Regions from separate parts of the Ovis canadensis genome. Here region 2 is linked to region 1. The links are chromatin contacts, called in public Hi-C maps. All regions are on one chromosome and are shown on one strand. Each heading gives the region's core, a stretch centred on a gene start, on an enhancer-like site or on the middle of the called end of the contact. The rest is flanking DNA. Distances are from core to core; before and after follow the strand shown. Region 1 has its middle 15 kb from the start of C3H9orf50. Region 2 has its middle 9.8 kb from the start of IER5L.

What was found. A called contact is a pair of places that touch in the nucleus more often than the background predicts.
Region 2: a contact with region 1 is called in a Hi-C map of lung, with 3 times the contacts expected there. The contact joins two enhancer-like sites. A contact is called at or near these places in 2 of 2 Hi-C or Micro-C datasets (fibroblasts and lung).

The regions. Positions count from the first base shown.
Region 1 is chr3:6,926,617-6,933,700 of ARS-UI_OviCan_v2, forward strand. No RefSeq gene overlaps it. Among named protein-coding and RNA genes, the nearest start is that of C3H9orf50, 15 kb to the left of the region's middle. Within about 2 kb of position 2,410, the one cell type or tissue checked has open chromatin away from gene starts, as enhancers often do. A contact at or near this core is called in fibroblasts, where this site is marked.
Region 2 is chr3:7,319,157-7,326,240 of ARS-UI_OviCan_v2, forward strand. No RefSeq gene overlaps it. Among named protein-coding and RNA genes, the nearest start is that of IER5L, 9.8 kb to the left of the region's middle. Within about 2 kb of position 4,280, the one cell type or tissue checked has open chromatin away from gene starts, as enhancers often do. A contact at or near this core is called in fibroblasts, where this site is marked.

The DNA of each region.
Region 1 (7,084 bases), core at 1,160-3,659:
GGCTCCTCAGTCCATGGAATTTTCCAGGCAAGAATACTAGAGTGGGTTGCCATTTCCTTCTCCAGCTTTGGGATAGGGGGTTGCTAAGCATTGCCGGCAGAAAGTGAAGAGGAACTAAAGAGCCTCTTGATGAAAGTGAAGGAGGAGAGTGAAAAAACTGCTTTAAAACTCAACATTCAAAAAAACTAAGATCATGGCATCCAGTCCCATCATTTCATGACAAATAGATGGGAAAATAATGGAAACAGTGAGAGATTTTATTTTCCTGGGCTTCAAAATCACTGCAGATGGTGACTGCAGCCATGAAGTTAAAAGACGCTTGCTCCTTGGAAGAAAAGCTATGACAAACCTAGACACATATTAAAAAGCAGAGACATTACTTTACTGACAAAGTTCTGTATAGTCAAAGCTGTGGTTTTTCCAGTAGTCAGTTGGATCATAAAGAAAGCTGAGTGCCAAAGAATTGATACTTGTAAACTGTGGGAAGACTCTTGAGAGTCCCTTGGACTGCAAGGAGATCAAACCAGTCAATCCTAAAGGAAATCAGTCTTGAATATTCATTGGAAGGACTGATGCTGAAGCTCCAATACTTTTGGCCACCTAAGGCAAAGAACTGACTCATTGGAAAAGACCGTGATGCTGGGAAAGATTGAAGGCAGGAGAAGGGAACAACAGAGGATGAGATGGTTGGATGAAATGGTCCATCAACGACTTGATGGATATGAGTTTGAGCAAGCTCGGAGAGTTGGTGATGATCAGGGAAGCCTGGTGTGCTGCAGTCCGTGGGCTTGGAGAGTTGGAGACTGAACGGAGAGGCTGCTTGTGGGACTCCCTGGTAGGGGCAGGGCGTCCAGACTGTGGCGGAAGGGAGCCTTCCCCAGGCCAGGTTTTCACTGTCTGGTCCCTGGAGGGCAAGCATCTGGGTGGGCAGGGGCCAGATGTTTCTCTCCTGGTTGGGGCTGGGGGTGGTACTGGGAGTGGAGTGTTTGGACTCACATCAGGAGGTGGTGAAGGACAAGGTGGCAGGAACCGCCTGGAGTCCTCCTGACGCTGCACTGACCCATCAGCGCCACCTCTTTCTGCCTGTGTGCCAGGTTTGGCCCTGCCACGCACCTGCATGCCCGCCACTGGGCAGAGTTCAACCCCCTCTCCTTCCTGAAGCCGCGCTGTGGCTCCAATCCCTCGCCAAGGCCAGCGTCGAGGTCTCTTTCGCCACCTCCTGGCCACCGAGGAAACAGCCTCGGAACCCACACCCAGTGGCTGCACTGCTGAGGAGGAAGGGATGGAATGTGGGCTGGACGGGCCGCGGGGTTCGTGGGACCAGGATGGGTTGTGGATGGAGGAGGGCGCTGTTTTCTTTCTTTTTTTATTAATTGAAGGATAATTGCTTTGTAGAATTTTGCTGTTTTCTGTCAAACGTCAACATGAATCAGCCATAAGTATACATGTATCCCCTCCCTTTTGAACCTCCCTCCCACCTCCTTCCCCATCCCACCCCTCTAGGTTGACAGAGAGCCCCTGTTAGAGTTTCCTGAGCCAGACAGCAAATTCCCGCTTGGCTATCTATTTTACATATGGTAATAGAAGTTGAGGGTGCTGTTTGGAACAGGCTTTGCCTCCACAAAGGGGTCAGTTCAGTTCAGTTCAGTCTCTCAGTCCTGTCTGACTCTTTGCGACCCCAAGGACTGCAGCACACCAGGCCTCCTTGTCCACCACCAACTCCCGGAGTTTACTTAGACTCATGTCCATTGAGTCGGTGATGCCATCCAACCATCTCATCCTCTGTCATCCCCTTCTCCTCCTGCCTTCAATGTTTCCCAGCATCAGGGTCTTTGCCAATGAATCAGTTCTTCGCATCAGGTGGCCAAAGTATTGGAGTTTCAGCTTCAGCATCAGTCCTTCCAGTGAACACCCAGGACTGATTTCCTTTAGACTGGACTGGCTGGATCTCCTTGCAGACTAAGGGACTCTCAAGTCACGGATCTACAAACCCTGTGGGGGATGGGACCACAGGGGGATTGCAATCCCTGGGATGACTTAATCTCTCCCATCCCCACTCCCTGACTTGCACGCCCTCCCACTCCACTAGCAGTGGTTCTGTTTCCTGGAGAGCCTGCGACTCCAAAAGGAGGCTTGCTTCTACTACACCTCCTCCTCTTGGCCTTTGAGCAGGCCAAGCTCACCGGCTCCGAGCCTCAGTATGTACCCCCCGCAGAGTCGCCGCGGACCGCGCCCCCCCCCCCCCCCCCCCCCCCGGCAACCCGCCAAGGAGGCCACCGGCTGCAGCGCCGCGCCGCGCCCACGCGGGGGCAGTGTTGGCCTGGCTTTGGCGCCGCCCGGCGCGGCCGAAACTTCTCAGCCTCTTGCTCAAGGGTCGGAAACTTTTCCCCTCGCGCGGCGCTGGCGCCTGGCGTCCTGCCCCCTGCGCAAGCTCTCCGCGCCGGACCGCGGACCGGGACCCCGGGGGACTCTCCCAACCCCCTCCCCCAACGACTCTTTCTCGTTTTTTGTCGTTAAAGAAAAAATCTGCTTAAGCTTGCAACAACGGGGTCAGCCGCGAGCACTGGAGATGGAGTCCCGCGTGCAGAGCACGGGGGCAGGAGTCGGGGTGTCGGGGACCCCTAGAGCTGGCGGCGGGGACCCGGCGGGCGGCCACGCGGGGTCCCGCAGCCCGGCTTGTCGGGGACCCCTCCGCTCCTCGCCCCCACCCCGCCACGCCCCGCCTCGCATCCCTTCCGCTCGCATCGTCCTCCTCCCCCGGGGCCCCCCTCCAGCCTTCCATTTCTTCCTTCCCTCTCCGCGTTCTCGTCCTCTCTCCTGTCTCCCTCCTCCACAGACACGGATTCTGTGTCAAGAGGACCTTGAGCGGCCCCGAGCCTCCCCTCCTGCCACTGCCAGCAGAAACGCAGGGACACACGGGGACAGCCGCGGACAGGCGCCTGCGCGCGCGCGCGCGCACACACACACACACACACACATGCACATAAACACACGCATCGCACACGCACAGACACATCACACACACAGGCACCACATCCCAAGACCCACACCACACAGTTAGAAACCCCACATAACGGAACACCCACATACCCTCCCACGGTTGGGGATCTGCCAGCGACCGCACCCCCACCTTCTGGGTGCACTTGTTGCCTGGGAGGCCGCAGATGCAGCCCCCACCGCAGTCCTCTGTAGACCTTTCCAGCAGGCCCCTGCCCCTCTGCACACAGAGCTTGGACGTGGGGTGACTAAGAAGGGGGAGGGAGGGAGGGACTTGCTTCAGGGAGGGGAGCGACCCCTCCCCAGGGCCCCCAGCGGGGTCCTTCTGGCTGGTACATTTCCACTCAGGGCTGGCACGTGGCCAGTCCCTCCTGGGCTCCAGGGAGCTGCACGGCTGGAAGGCCCCCCGGAAGCAGCTGTGGCTGGAGCTGGCCGCCCCTCCACCTCTTGCTCCCACAACCGCAGATCCCCTGAATCTCCAGAGGGTGGGGCAAGGCAGGTGGGCCACCCTCCACCCCACACACTGGTCTCTTCCGGTTCCTGTCTGCCCTCCTCAATCTGAGCCATAGTAGCACCCACCTCATTCCACCCCCTACCCTGGACCGCCTGCCTGGGCTGTGGGTAGACCTGTGCCAAACCAGGCCTGGCGCACGGAGCTGCGGCTAGCTTGAAGGCTGGTGGGGAGGGAGGAACGCTCCCAACCCAGCGCAGAAGGAGGTGATGGGAGAAGCAGGAAAAGCACCCCTCCTTTCTCCTGGGGTCCCCCGTCACTGGGCCTCTTCACCCCCTGGAGGGCATCTTCTTAGCAAATAAGGAAACTGAGGCCCAGGGAAGTTACGGGGTCTTGTCCAGGCCGTGCCTACCGCTGGAACTGGAGCCAGGTCCACATGTGTCCCAGACCAGAGCCCCTTCCCCCCACTGCCACCCTCCCTCCACCCCCTCCACCTCACCATCACCACCACCAACCCAACCCCCCCCCCCACCAACCTCCCCACCCTGGACCTTCTCTCACAACCATTCCTTGTTGGGAAACCAAAACCCAGAGAGGCTCATCGATTTCTCAAGGTCACTTTGTTTTTAAGTGTTGGAGTCAGGATTCAAATTCAGCAGGAAGAGAGGCCAACATGGGATCCTGGGCCTTCCTCTCCCCGGGGGCAAGCAGGGTGGTCTGGAGCCCCTTCCTGCCCTGGGGTCTGTCCTCCAGCACTGGGGTCCCTGGGAGGCAGGGAGAACCCCGGCAAGGCCAGGGCGGGAGAAATGTATTGGAAGGTGGCGTTTGGGGAGGCTATGGAGACTGGCTAGTGACAGGGCTGGAGCAAAGGGTCCTGAGAGCTAGAGTCTCAAGAATTCCCTAGAAGGCGGGGCTGGGCCCACGGGGAGGCTGTGGGCCACGGGGAAGCGGGGGATGGGAGTGCTGACCCCAGGCAGGGTCAGAGAGGCAGTGGGAGTCTGAGTGTCAGGGTGGAGCCACGGAGACGCAGAACCCAGAACCCGAGAGAGCCTGCCTGCACGGGACTCCAGGGATATGAGCTGTCCCAGGGGCTCTTTCCCTTTCATCTGCAGGCAGTTCGTTGAGTACCTACTGTGCGCCACACTCATGTTGGGCCCTGAGCGCACAGTGGGCACCACACGTGCAGCCCTGCCGTCCGGAGGCTACAGTCTGCTGGGGACATGGACTCAAGTGGACGATTGCAGGACACAGTGACAGATGCTACGTGGGGAGGCCCAGGGCTTTGGGGGCACAGGGGAGGAACCTAACCCACTGTTTGGGGCACTGGGAGGACACCTGGGCCTTGTGACGACAGGGAGGTAGAGGTGTGGTCAGACATAGAGGACCAGGGGGCGGGGCAGGGAGGCGAATGCTGTGGGCCTTGCGTCAAGGCTGGTGGCACTCTTAGCACGGGCTGGCGGGGGCGGGGGGAGTGGCAGGGGCCCAGGAGGGCTGTTGACGAGGCAGGGGGAAGGCCAGCATTTCCCCAGCCGAGATAGACACACACCCTCCCTGCGCGTGGAGCTGCCCACTGCTCATTCCAACTGCTTCTGTCTCTGCCATTTATCCCAGCCCACCGTGTCCTCCCATCCCCTCGTATTCCTGTCTTTTGGGGTCCTGTTGTCATTCCCTCCCAAATATGCCCCAACTGACAGATGGTCTGCAGCTTCCAGGGGCTCCTGCCGAAGGCCATCGAACCCTTCCACGGAGACAATGCATGCTGCCACCTCCAAGCAGCCCCCCAAGCCTCAACCTTCCCCTGTAAACAGCCTCAGGAAAAGGGGTGATGCTGATAATGGTCACTGTGCCATTTGCACTCATCAGAGCCAGCTTCGGATGCTGGGTGGGGGTCAGAGCCAGAAGCAGAGACTGGACGCATCAGATGGGGTTCTGGAACCCTCTTCAATAGTGGAACTGGGACCCAAAGAGCCAGGGGCAGCTCATCTGCCGTCTCCCATCATGAGGCCTTGGGGACCCTTAATGACTCACCCGCCAGGGTTTCCTGGGTTTATTGTCTGCACCTGGCAGTTCTGGGGACTGTGGTGACGCCCGCGAGTTCCCAGGGAGCCCCCATCTGGCTCTGGGCTGGCTTCCAGCTCCCCCAGCTGCAGGGCCCAGCAAACCTCGAAGAACCCTCTTCCAGGAACCTGCTGGCCCAGGCAGCTCGGAGCCCCTGGAGCGTGTTCTCCAGGGGGCGGTGCCTCCCACAGCCATTCCACAGTGTTAACCAGGGTGACCAGGAATCCACGTGAGTGAAACAGACCTGGGCCCTGCCCTCATGAAGCTCAGAGGCCACTGGGGACCCCAGAGGCATAGTGACAAAGCTACTGAGCAGGTCCTTGTACAGACATTGATCCAAAGACTGCCATGCGTCGAGCTTCCTGATCCGTGAAGGAGGGTGCCGCTCCCTGAAGTAGGCACGCCCTTAGCTCCATATGTGTGTGTGTTAGTCGCTCAGTCGTGTCCCACTCTTTGCGACCCCATGGACTGTAGCCCACCAGGCTCCTCTGTCCATGGGATTCTCCAGGCAAGAGTACTGGAGTGGGTTGCCATTCTCTTCTCCAGGGGATCTTCCTGAGCCAGCGATCAAATGTGGGTCTCCTGCATCGCAGGTGGATTCTTTACCGTTTGAGCCACCAGGGAAGCACCCTTAACTCCATATTAAAGATGAAAAAACCAGGGCACAGGGAGGATAAGCCACTTTCCCAGAGTCGCACAGCTGGGCTCCAGATAAGAGGTCCATGAGAAGCGCTGTGATGAGGGAGGCGCAGGAAGGTTGCAGGGAAGCACGGGGCAGCCGCCGCCTCGAGGTGGAGGCTTCCCCTTCCAGAAAAACTGGCCCCAGCTTTCCTCTGGCCCAAAGGGGAAGGCCCAGGAGGGCAGGGCTGCAGCCAGTGTAAACAGGCGGCCCTATTGATGGTAAACTCTGCCCACACCTCAGTTCTTTGTCCTGCATTCACTCACAGAACACATTTATTGAGTGTCTACTGTGTGCAGGCTCTGGAAACAAGACAGAAGCACGTCCGCCTCAGGGAGTCCACACCTTAGGCAGCAGACACAGACGAGGGCTGGGCTCGCCGGCGAGTGACTCCTGCACTCAGGACTCTTTCCTGAAAGGGCCCTCGGCTGGGCTCAATGCGAATATCTGGAGGTGCGTAATCAATTTTGAGCAAGGAGCCCTAGGTTTTCATGTTGCCCTGAGCCCTTGCTAACTGTGAGCTAGTCCTGGACACAGACATTAAGGAGGGCTGGCCGGAGGGTCCACAAGCTTTCTTGGAAGAGGCAGTAATAGATTGGCCTGGGTGTGGGCTTTGTCCTGACCCCAAATCCCATCCTGGGCCCCCAGATCCCTCAAGGCAGCTCCCTGGGAGCTGGGTCAGTCAGCATAAGGCAGGAGGTCAGGACCAGCAAAGCTCCCAAGGGACTTTAAAAACACCCCTGCGTGTCTGTATCGACTCAGTGATAATGCATGCCCAGCATCTGTGGGCATAAGCTGGAGCCAAAGAGAAGAAAGCCCCGCCTAGCCACCCCCCACCCAGCCCTGGTTCCTCCCACTGGGTGACACTGTTTCCTGGACACCCTCCAGAGTTATTTGCG
Region 2 (7,084 bases), core at 3,030-5,529, 390 kb after region 1:
GGGACAAACCTCCAGATGCTCTCTCTGCCTCCTGTGACTTTCTTTTCTGCACTGGGCACCCACTCTCCTACTGGAGACCCATTTCTCCTGACAGCAGCTCTGGCTTCCCATCCCACATCTTCGCCACCCAAGAATGGCTATCCTCTTCTCTTGTCAGCTCAGAAGATCTCAGGGAAAGACCATGTCCTGTCCCAAACCTGGAGCAGAGTTAGAGGGTGGTTGGTCGCCCCTGCTGAAATCTCACAGACAGAGAAGGAGCTCTCTTCTCAGAAAATGGGTACTCTACTCAAGAAAGTGACAGACCAAAGATGTCCTCCAGAAAGAGGAAGTTAAAGGAGGCATTTTCATGTGGGACTTGGGGAGACCCAGGGCACAGGCATGGGTGCTTCAGGGCCTGGGTGATTAAATGCAGCCAACACAGCTCTGGAAAAAAATACTCGCCTTGCTCCTCGCCAGGATAATGAGGCCACAGGGCCATCTAATTCTTCCCAGGGCTGCCACTCAGGAATCACCAGGGGAGGGGAGGCTGCAGGCCCCGGGGCAGGGACATTGACAAGAGCCACCCTCGGGGGACTAGGGCAGTGGGTACCTGCAAGGAGGCCTAAGTGGAGGAACTTGGCTGGAGCTCATACACGATTCCCCCTGGCACTCCCAGACCCAGCTGAAAAGGCTTTGAAGGGAGGCCAAGGTGCTGGCCAGCAGAATGGAGAGGGACACGCTGAAATTAACATGCCCGCCTGTACACCCCCAGCTGGCAGGGCCCAGGGACATCTGGGGAACAGGTAACATTATCGATCACATGTGCAGACGAAACCAACGGAACAGAAGCTGGAAAATACTGCAACAGTTGAAAGGTGGAGAGAATACAGATGACCTTTGCTTCACCATTGCACATTTCTGTGTTTTCCAAATTTTCTACAATGAGCATGTATCACTTTTATATTTAGAAGAAAAAAATTAACGCCACATTTTTCAGAGGAAAAAAATGTGATGTGACAGGTGCTATCACCAGTGTTCAGCATGCTACAGAGCAGAGTGCAGGGAGCAGGGCTATTCAACCTTTCTGAGGCAGGCTCAACCCCTGAGAACAGAGCTCTCGACCAAGAGGCCTTGGCTCCCCAGAATTTAGCATGCCGCATTCTGCCTCTGCCAAGAGACTGTGAGACAAAAAGACAAACCCCAGAGAGGCATTCTGGAGGGAGCCTTGCTTGTCCTCACCTCTGACCCCTGTCCCAACTCTGCCCCATCCTTCCCATCAATCATCACAGAATGTTTTGCTCAGAATTTTGCTAGATTACCTGGCCAGGTGGGTAGTTAAGAGGGAAAGGCTCAGGAAGTGTCTTCAGTGACTTAAGCTGAAACTAAAGACAAAGTGGCAAAGCTCAGCACAAAGGTCTGTGGACTAGGAGTCTGGAAACCCAGGGGCAGACTCTGGCTTGGCCATAGGCTTGGCTTGGGACCTGGGATGAGTTGTTTTCCTAGCCGGCCCACATTCCCAGGTCTGAAGGGATAGAGTGGGAGGAGACAAGGAAGGTCTGAATCCAATGTTGACACTCCAAATATAGACAAAAGAACCATTGCTTCCAGCCTTCTGATGTCTAATCACAGTAAGAAAACCGCTGGTGGCAAGATCAGACTCCACATCTACGCACGAGAATGGCCACCTGCCTCTGTCACTGACTCATTCAAGAAATGCATGTACTCACCCATTCATTCAAATATATTGAGTACCTGTATATGCCAGGCCTTGTGCTAGGCACTGAGGATGTGGCATGAACAAGGCAGAGAAGCACCCTGCTTTTATGGAGCTTATGTGCTAATGGAGAGACAGACAATAAGTAAGTGAACCACTGAACGCTGAGATGAGTGTTGTGGGAAAATGAAACAGTGAAGAGCTGGCAGCATCACTTTAAATCTGGTGATCGGAGAGGGCGATACATGAGCTGAGATCTGAATAGATCAGCTGTATTAGTCAGTATAGGATAAGCTCTGCTGCGGTAACACATTAATCCCCCAATCTCAGCAGTTCAACACAACTTAGATTAATTTCTTGACCATGCAAAGGCCAGCCGAATGGGACAACTCTCCGGGATGCTTCCCCCCACACAGTGGCTCAGCAGCGATTCAAGAGTTGGATTATTCTGCAAGGGAAGGAATTCTCCTCACTTAACGCTCACAGCCCATTGGCCAGAATTAGCCCCATGACCCCGCCTAACTGCAAGGGGCCTGGGAAAGAGAAGTGAAGTGCCGATGGGTGACCCCTAGAAATCTCTACCACACTAGCTGGGTGAACAATGAGGGAAGAGCATTCCAGGCAGAGGGACTAAACACAGGAACTCATTGGCATGTTGGAACTGGAAGATGGCTCTCAAGAGGCAGAGGGCCACGGGCAGAGTGGCAGGAGGTGGGACCAGAGGAAGGCAGGGATGGGAGGATTCAGCTGTCACCCAAGAAGGGGCTTCTTGGAACACCTGGCACACAGCAAGCACTCAAGAAATGGGAGTGATTATTGGTGTTATAGAAAATTCCTGCCTTCCCCCAGGGCAATGGTGGGGAGGGGGTGGGGGGGACAGAAGGAGGGGATAAACCAGTATAACAACAGTCTGGGGCAGCTGTTCCAACCAGTTTGCCTGGTGATCCGGAGAGGCTGAGCTTTGTCCTTCTTTCCAATGGACGGAGGAGGGTGGGAGGGGTGTCCTAGGGCAATACACCAGTTTCCTGTGAGACATCCCCTCCCTGGAAGTTAGTAATATCAAATGAGAGAATGTGGACCAGCATGCAAGGACCAAGCACCAGAGGGCTTCCTGGGGCCACCTCCCCAAGAGGGGGGCCTGTCCAAAGGCGGGACTTGTCGTTCTAAGTTCAGCCACTGGAGCCACACCGACCTGGTTACACACGGGGCTTTGCCACTTTCTAGGTGACACTAGGCTCTTCGAGGCCCTTTTTCAAGTCTCCAAACCCTTGTCTGCACAGTGAGGATGCTTGTGAGCACCCACCTATGCTGTGAGCCTTCTACAGCCCCGCGCCTGCCATACAGCCAGCGCCCAATAAACCAGAGTTGCGATATCATCACTGGTCAGCTCCGCTCAGACAATACACGCCCTCTGCAAAACGCAGGACACTTTTTCTACTGACTCCTGTTGAACAAAACTGATTACCTAAGAAGTAACAAGATGCACCTTTATCCAGAGAGACTCAGTCAAGATCTTTTCACTGCTGGGACTGCAGAAGGCGAGTTAAACTCTGGTGGATTTTTCTGGGTCTTTCCACAAATTGGCACGTGTGTCTTCAAAGAGGTTAACCTCCAGTGAGGTGTCTGGATACCTTCGAGGCCTGGCTACACCTGACAGTCAACAGTCACTCGGTGCAGGTTTAACGACTTCATTCAGGATGTAGGCTTGGTGATGGAATGAACAAAGGGATGGGTTCAGGGAGCGGGTTAAAGGAGAAATAGTGGGTGAGGGATGATCTGCTCACCCTCCCCCAGTCAACCCCTTCCCCACCCCCAACCCTTGGGTCTCTAACTCCTCCCCCACTCTGCCCCCGCCAACCCAATCATTTCCTGATGTTTCTTAAACACTCCCTAGAGCCTTTCTCACTTTCCTTCCCTGGCTCCCAGACACCCTCCAGGCCACACACACACACACACACACACACACACATACATCCCTCACCCCAGGGGGGAACGTGAGGGTCTCCTTTGACACCCACGTCAACCAGCCTGAGGAAGGTTGGAACCCTGAGGAATAAAGCTTCCCTTTGTTGGGACAAAGAATGGGCCGTCTAACTCAGATAAAGGACCCGGCCGAGAACAGAACATGTCCATTCGGGGAGGGGGCAGTCAGATCTCTGCGTGACTCACAGGCATTTTGGGGATTGTGCTGATCAGTCCTGTCTGACTCTTTTGCGACCCATGGACTGCAGCACGCTAGGCTTCCCTATCCTTCACTGTCTCCGGGAGTTTGCTCAGACTCATGTCCACTGAGTCAGTGATGCCATCTAACCATCTGGATGGATGGACAGTTCCAAACGCTTTAAGCCAAGCAAGAAGTCCAGGTAACCAGATTCTCAGGCCTGGATCCTCTCCTCTGCAGGTCCCCCCTTATGCAGGCCTCAGAAACTCAATCGAAGCTAACTGAAGCGAAAAAAAAGTCACTGGCTCAGGAACTGGAAAGTCCATCTTGTTTTAGCTCCAGGCACAGCTGGACCCAGAGGCTCACATGATGTCACCAGGGCTCACTCACAGTCTCTTGGCATTTCCTGTCTCTTTTTGGCCTTTTCTTGGGTTTTCTCTGGGGCGTGAGCAAGAGTGCCACCAGCCAGGGCCAGCTCCACCAGCACATGACCAGTACAGTCACCACCAGGGTCCCACGTTCAAAAGACTCCAGGCCTGGGGTGTCACGCCCTGCTGTCCTGATGGGGCTTAACATTTATGCCGTCCTGAAAGCCATAATCATTTTGACTTTGAATCTGCGTTTTGCAAGTGAAATGTGATGAGACAATGAACCATGAGCTGAGGGCTTGAAATTTCAACTCCCTTGCCATCCTGCCTCCTGGTACCTCCTTGCCTCCCTGGAAGAGGTTCTCTGCCCCTGACTCCCCTATCTCTGGCCCCTGGCCCTGCCTGGCATCCCCTCTCATGTGACCACTGCTCCCCTTCACCCTGGGAACAGACAGGGAGGTTGGGGTCAGGCTACATGCCCAGCAGCGCCACAGGGCATGGTGACAGTGCTTGCTACCCTGGGTTGGAAGCACCAAGACCCATCTAGAAACCAACCAGAGACTGTGACTAGGAGGAGGCGAGCCTCTTACCTACCCTCTATCCAGGGACTGAAGTGTGTGTGTAGTGGGGGGGTGGGGGGGAGGTCATCCCTCTGCTGGAGGTTGAGATGAGTCATGTTGTGGGGGTGGTGCCTAGATCCAAGCTCTGATCAGAACTCAGCACATCAGCCTGCTGGTTGGTGGAAGGAGTAATTCAGTAACTGTCAGGCCCAAGAGAGGCAGGAAACACACACGTCACGCATGGCCTGGTGGAGGGATGTCTGCGAGGTTCTGCAATATCCCCTCAGCCACTCCCCTGGCCTGGGGGATCCTCTCCTCCTATGTGTGTGCGTGTGTGTTAGTTGCTCAGTCGTGTCCAACTCTGCAACCCCGGGGACTGTAGCCCATCAGGCTCCTCTGTCCACGGGATTCTCCAGGCAAGAATACTGGAGTGGGTAGCCATTCCCTTCTCCAGGGGATCTTCCCAACCCAGGGATCAAACTTGGGTCTCCTGCATTGCAGGCGGATTCTTTACCATCTGAGCCACCAAGGAAGCCCTCTCTCCTCCCATAACCTTCTTGAATCTGGTTTGTATCTGTCTTTTCCGGCCATGTCAAGGTACCATCAAGGACTAGCCACAAAATACAAATTGTGTAACTTGTGTTACACGAATTAACTGCTCTAATATTTGCATTTTAAACTGGTATTGCACAGTATGAAGATGAATGGTAAAAATTCATGCTAATCACTTAACATTTTTATTCTTTCCTTACTTAGAATGACATGCTGCTGCTGCTAAGTCACTTCAGTCATGTCCAACTCTGTGCGACCCCATAGACAGCAGCCCACCAGGCTCTGCCGTCCCTGGGATTCTCCAGGCAAGAACACTGGAGTGGGTTGCCATTTCCTTCTCCAGTGCATGAAAGTGAAAAGTGAAAGTGAAGTCGCTCAGTCGTGTCTGACTCTGAGCGACCCCATGGACTGCAGCCCACCAGGCTCCTCCGTCCATGGGATTCTCAGGCAAGAGTACTGGAGTGGGGTGCCAGTGCCTTCCCCGAGAATGACATAGCAGATAGAAAAAAAAAAAAGCCACCACAACAAGTTGAGAGCCTGTGGAAGGAAGGAAAAGTGTTCTAGCTACTGCTAGTGGTACTTTTTCTTGCTTTTTGAGCAGGGGATCCTGCATATGTATTTTGCACTGGGCCCACAATTACACCACTGGCCCTTCCATTAGCAGCCCCAGGATAACTTTTCCCCAGCTTAGCAACTTTGGCAGAAGGGGCATCTTCCCATGGCTCCAACAGGAAGTACCAGGGATGCCACTCATTGGCGCAGTCTGGGTCAGGTGCTCATCCCTGAACCAATCACAGCTGATGGGGAGCCAGGAGCCCTCTGATTGGCCAGGTCTGGGCATGTGTCCATCTCTAAGATTAAGGGGATTGGTCAGCCCACTTCAGCCCCTTTCCATAGGTTCTCCATAGGGAAGAGGGATTCTATTCCCAGAGGAATGATGGCTGCACAGCTACCAATCCCTGATATCCGTCCTCTCACCTGTCTTGCTTAGCGTGAAAAACAAAACCCCCAAAATATCAGCTGGGCAGAGTGCAATTTAGTTCTACTCTCCTGGCTCGTAACTGCCCAGTCTCCTTTGTGGAGCCCAAATGGCAACCCACTCCAGCATTCTTGCCTGGAGAATCCCCATGGACAGGAGCCTGGCGGGCTACAGTCCATGGGGTAGCAAAGAGTCGGACACGACTGAGCGACTAACACTTTCACTTTCTCCTCTTCCTTGAAATGAGGGGAGGCTCTGGACTCAGACCTTGGCCCCCTTCTCTTTCCTGTCACATTCTCCCAGCGAAACTCATTCAGTCCCATCGACCTGCTGAAAACTCCATCTCCAGCTGGGACCTTTATCCCGAATGCAACCCAGAGGTCCCAGCCCTGTGTGACTTCTCTTCTTGGGGCACCGGGCATCTCAGAACCCAAACCCCTGAGAACCACCCCCAACACCTACTCCGTGGGTCTTTCCCATTCCATCAATGGCACCATCATTCAGTAAGCTGCACAGACCCAAAACATCAGAATATCTGAACTCCTTTTCTCAGAAACCCAGATCCAGTCCATCAGCAAATTCTGGCAGCTTCCCTTCAGAGGAGACTCACAGCCCACCCTCTCTTCACCACCATTGATTTTGCTCTGCTAGTCCAGCCACAGCATCGCTCCCCTGGATCGCTGCACTAACCTGCTAACTAGACTTCCTAGTTTTGTGGTTGCTGGTGTTGTTGTTTTTAAATATTTGTTCATTTGGTTGCAATGGGTCTTA